2 separate regions of the Mus musculus genome follow, and region 1 is linked to region 2. Evidence: chromatin contacts called from public promoter capture Hi-C data. All regions are on one chromosome and are shown on one strand. The core of a region is the stretch at or near the end of the contact, and the rest is flanking DNA. Distances in the headings are between cores, read along the strand shown.

Region 1 (2,700 bases), core at 165-2,664, 2.5 Mb before region 2:
GGAATCCCGCATCCATCCTGTTCTGTGTGACAGGGACAGAGTGACCAATGCATGCTCCTAGGAATGGGATCCTGAGATCCCGCCCCTTCTGGGCCTGCAGCCACAGGTGGCTGTTAACTGCGTGTAGTCCTTCTCAGCCCTCCTTGGTGAAAGGCCTCACTGTGCTAGATCAGCCAGATTACATCCATTAGTCATTCAACACGCATCATGGCGGCCTGTTGCCATGGAAAGTGCAAAGGCGTTGAGGCGTCAACTCCCAGCCCTACTCACTCTTGTGGGAAGTCGGACAAACTGAGTAACCTCTCTGAGCTTCCAGAGATTTTGCTTCCTGCCCATAACATGAGGACACAGTCTTACCTCCAGGGGCTGAATGGAATGGACACTCAATAAGCAGAAGCCATCATTTGTGATGATCTTGGGCCACAGAGGTGAACCGTGGTGGAAGCCCTTAGGGGCCTTTTGAGCAGGAATCAGTTTTGTGTAAGTGGTTAAAGTAGTTGATGGCGTGATATGGGGTGTCACAGAGGAGGAGGAGGAGGAGGAGGAGGAGGAGGAGGAGGAGGGAAGACCGATGAATCAAGAGAGGCTGCTGGGAGGAGTTGGCTGGATTCTTCTTTTGTGTTTGCTACTAAATCCCTGTGCAACTTTGAGTTGATGACTTCCTTACCCTGAGGACCTCAGGTTCCCACCGATTGCAAGGTGGTCATTAAGCAGTGACTAGATGTAGCTGTGAATGGCTTTCTTCTAAAAACAAACAAACAAAACAACAACAAAAACGCAGGTGTCCTGGGCAGGGTAAAGACTCCAGCTAATCCAGTTTTGGTTCTGGGAGTGAGCCTAGTGTAGCCTGCCCTTCACCCTTGCTCTCCCTTCCCCCTGCCCTCCCCCAATCCCCCCAGATCCCAACAGAGGAGGAGCAAGGGCCACTCTGGTCTGGCTCCCAAAGAGGTCCCTTAACCCTGCTCAGCTGCCTGGATCGCAGTCCCACACAGCCTCATCTTTCCCAATCTAAACAGGGCAGGTCCTGGATGTCTCCTCTCTCAGTCCATACCTGTGTCTGCAGATGCTGTGTTCAGCTTGCCAGAGGGCCTATCACAGTGCCCATGAACGCTTAAACTGCTGCTCCAAGAGATCACCCTGTAGTTGGCCAGTGGCCTTATGAGCAGTCTTTAGACTGTCTCTAAATCAGATTCATTCATTCAAGTACTTATTGAGCGCCTGTTGTGTACCAGGCCCTAGCATAGATGCTAAATGCAAAGATGATAGATTGGAACCAGAACCCCTAAACACAGAACGGATCTGATGCCTCGTGGGCCCAGCCGGGGACTCGGTGACTCGCGTGTCACAGCGGCTGGGCGGATCGGTCTCCTCCCCTTCCTCTACCCGCCCCGCCCCGAGGCCGCCTCCACCCGCGGGATCCCAGCGACGCGTCCGACGCGTCCGCGCGCCAGGACTACTGCGTCCTCCTGTCTGTCTGTCTATCCGGCGGCGGGCGAGGTCCGGGCTGGGGCAAAGCGGTGCCCTCCTTCCCTCCCTCCCGGGAGCCAGCGGAGAAAGAGTCAGCGGGGGGTGAAAAGAGCCAGCGCGGGGAGATCACGGTGAGCGTGTAGCGCAGGGACCCCAAATCCCTGGCTCTGGCGGGCCCACGGGCAGATGCCACCGGGCGGGGACATAACGACCTGCAGCTCTTTTGCCCCCGGGGACGCCACCCCTGAGGAAACCTCGGTCGCGGCTCCATCCGGCACCCTCCATCCATCTCAACATCCCGCATCTTGAACTCGAATCCCTGCATCCCACATCCTTCATTCCGCATCCCGGAATTCTGCATCTCCACATCCCGCGTCCCTGCATCCCACACCGCAGCCCCCGGTAGCGCGCGGCCCGGGGCGGGGGACGCGCTCCAACCGAACACGGGCCACTGCGGGTGACAGCCTGGGGTATGATGCCCGCTGTTCTCCGGGTACCCCAGGGACTGCAGGGCACAGACCCCCGAGCCTCCCTGCCGCCCCCCCACCGGCGCCCCATTGTTCTCTGCCGCGGCTCCTGGGAGGGGGAGGGGGCTGCTCTCTTCTTAAAGGGCCCTTTCTCCTTCTTGTCGCCCCTGCAGGTCGCGAACACCAGTGGGGTGGGGCGTGCCCACGGCCCCCGCCCCTCCCCAGGGTCCCCCAGCTGCAGGTCCGGACCGCGATCCCCACGCTCCGCCCCCTTCCCTGGGAGATCTACCACCACTCAGGCCGGCCAGGAGAGGGGACAGGGGTGCAGGGGTGCAGGGAGCCCCGTCGGGAGGGGCGGACCCAAGTCACCCCGAAGCGAGGCACGGGATCTGGAAAGCGGAGCCAAGCGCGCAAGGAGCAGCAGGCTGGGGCCAGGGCCTCCTGGGTGACAAGGCCCTGCGTGGCGGACAGAAGGAACGGGAGAGAAGCAGGGACAGGCCGGACTTAGAGGGGCAAGTGCCTCCTCACTCCTGCACCTGCACTGAGGGGACTAAGGGATTGAGATCATGTCCCCCACCTAGGACAGACATTGCCTACCGCGCACCGCTGTGTGCAACAGCTGCGCTCTGCGGGAAGGGGTCCTCGCAGCGTCTGGATGGCCACCCATCCCCCTAACCCAGGCCTCTAGGCCTTGGAGACGAGCCCAGCTGGAAAAGAGGCCACACTCCTCGCCGCCCGCCCTGGAGAGGGAGGACGAAGCTTCCCC
Region 2 (2,700 bases), core at 136-2,635:
TGGAGACCTGGTCAAGTTGGAATACCAGGCGGTTTGAAAAGGGCCGGGGACTCGAGAACCTGTGGTGCATAATTAGGGGAGACTCTTAGCTCGGACTGGTGCAGTTCTACTGCGTGTGTTTACTGGGGCTGGCAGCGATTGTGGTGGCTTACGTCCTTCTAAAACCACTATGCTGCAGAGGAAGGAGGAGGAGAGAGAAGAGGGAGAAAGGAGAGAGGGGACAGTGAGGAGAGAGAGAAGGGGGGGAGAGAGAGAGAGGTGGAGAAGGAAGGGGGGACACGGGGTAGTGGGAGAGGAGAGAGAAAGCAGACTGGAGAAAGGGAAAACAGGAGAAAGTGGAAAGGCAGAGGAGAGCTACACAAGGGGAAGAATAACGTGAGCCAGGGGATTGGAGAAAGAAGAGAGTGAAAACACTGAAGAGAGATGAGAGTGAGGGAGAAGAGAGAGGAGTGGGGAGGGGGGGGAGAGTGAAGACAGAACAGAGACAGGGGAGCGGGAGGAGAGGGGGAGGAGGTAAGGAAAAAGAGGAGAGAGAGAGGGAAAGGAAAGGGAGAGGAAGGAGAAGGGGAGGAGGGAAGGAAAAAGAGGAGAGAGAGAGGGAAAGGAAAGGGAGAGGAAGGAGAGAGGGGGAGAGAGTGGAGATGGAGAGTGGAGGGAAAGAAGAGAGGAGAGAGATGAAGGAGGGAAGGAGAGAGGGAGAGAGAGGAAGGAGGGAGGAAGAGAGAGAGGGAGAGAAGAGAGAGGGGGAAGGAGAAGGGAGGAAGAGAAGAGAGAAAGGAGAGAGGAACAGAGGGAGGAGGAGAGAGAATGAGGGAAGAGAGGGAGGGAGAGGGAGAGAGAGAGAGAGAGAGAGAGAGAGAGAGAGAGAGAGTAGGGGGGATGAGGCGGAGCAGATACTCGGGGTCTGGATAAAGAGGGACAGAGGGCAAGCGAAGAGTAGGAGACCGGGTCCGCTGTTCCTCGCCGAGGAGCCCTGGCTCCCGCTGTCGCTGTCGCTCTCCCGCCCGCTTGCCCGCGTACCTGTTGCTCGGTCCGGGCTGGGTCTCGGCTCCGGTCCCCCCCACCAAGAAGGCCCCGCGCGCGCCGCCTACGCGCTCCGCCTGCCGAGCAGCCAGGCCGCCAGCGCCGCCACCTGCGCGGCCGCGCACAGCCAGGGCCAGCGGGCGCGGAGCGCGGGCAGCAGCGCGGGCAGCGGGTCCCGGGGCCGCGCGCGACGCCGCATGGCGCGTCGGTGCAGCTCGTCGCCCAGCGCCTGCAGCCGCAGCGCGGTCACCTGCGCCGCCGCCCAGCGCAGCCCGGGGCGAGCGTCGCCGCAACCGCACACGGCCGGGGGCCCGCGGCCGCGATGCCGGGGACACGGGCACATGGCGTGCGGAGGAGCCTCCCTGGACCCCAAGTTTCGCCCTTCACCGCGCGTTTGTTGTGCTGACGGCGCTATTATTAATTAAAGTGTCACATGGTGGAGGGGGCGGGGAGGGCGCGGGGAGGGGGTTACATCATCCGGCCCGGGGGGTGGGGAGTGTGTGCAGGAGAAAAAGCCGAGAGGTAACTTTTAACCCTCGAGACGCCGGCAGGGCGGGGACAGGCAGGGATGCGGGGCTTCGGGAATGCTGGCCCGGGGTCCGCTGTTTCGCTTCCCGGGCTGCGGGAGGCTCCAGCTCGGAGATAGCCTGGAAAGCCAGCTCGGTGCGCACTGTGAATTGAGCTCCGGGAGAATTCGGCCGTAATGCGAAAAGATCCCCGGGCTGTTGTGTGGCCTGGGTGGTGGGAGGCAGGGTTCAAGCCGACTTGCCCTGTTTCGGGACAGCCTCCGCACCTGTCAGCCTCCGGGTGGGTGCACACATTCCTGACACGCGTTCGCACCCCCTTCTGGTGACCTGACTTAAGCGCACCCCGGGGTGGGAGCCTGAACCCTGAAATGAAGGCGGGGGACCCGGGATGGGTTGGACTCCAACTTGGGCGAGTCGCCTTTGCACTCAAGACATCTCCCCACCCCCCACCCCCCACCCAAGAACGTGGTTCTAGAGAGAAGTTCTTGCAGCCTGCTTACTTTGTAGGCTTTATCTTTTCAAACGGGGTCAGAGTTTGCTGGCGACCCTGTAAGGCTTTGCCTTGGTGCCCAGTGAGGTTACCTAACCCAAAGGAAGACCAATCCAGTTTTGCTCCAGCTCCAGCCTGGGAAGTCCTCTGGGGAGGGTGCCGACCAGTGAGGAGGCTCCTGGGACTCCTTAGGGTGCTAGAGAGACCCGCCCACCATGTCCAAGCCACTGGATTTTGGACAGCTTTGGGATTGGGGCCTGAAGGAGCAGGGAAGTGGTCCATATACAACCTGGTCCATATAGTGGTTTCAGGCCAGCCACAGTTACAGAGAGAATCCTTTATTTAAAAACCCCAAAGAGTCAGGGATGCCTCTGTGGGTAAAGGTGCTTGCAACCGAACCTGATGACTTAATTTCAGTCCTGTGAATCCGTGTGTTCCAAAGACAGAAATCTGATACCCACAGATTGTCCTCTGACCTCCATATGTACTACCCTATGTGTATGCACATAAGATAGATAGATAGATAGATAGATAGATAGATAGATAGATAGATAGATAGATAGATAGATAGGAGATAGACAGACGTATTCAAACAGAAAACAAGTCGAGCAGTGGTTGTACACGCCTTTAATCCCAACACTTGGGAGGCAGAGGCAGGCA

The links. Promoter capture Hi-C pulls out the DNA fragments that hold promoters and counts their contacts.
Region 1: a contact with region 2 is called in a promoter capture Hi-C map of liver, with 9 times the contacts expected there. The contact joins the promoter of Dtx1 here to the promoter of Hrk in region 2. A contact is called at or near these places in 1 of 39 promoter capture datasets (liver) and 1 of 115 datasets of contacts at active chromatin or transcription factors (embryonic forebrain).

The regions. Positions count from the first base shown.
Region 1 is chr5:120,710,383-120,713,082 of GRCm38.p6, reverse strand. It overlaps Dtx1 (deltex 1, E3 ubiquitin ligase), which reads left to right and starts at 1,414. Exons shown (of 10, transcript NM_008052.3): 1 at 1,414-1,598; 2 at 2,108-2,700.
Region 2 is chr5:118,168,449-118,171,148 of GRCm38.p6, reverse strand. It overlaps Hrk (harakiri, BCL2 interacting protein (contains only BH3 domain)), which reads right to left and starts at 1,385. Exons shown (of 2, transcript NM_007545.2): 1 at 1,021-1,385. The coding sequence starts at 1,366. The coding sequence ends at 1,088.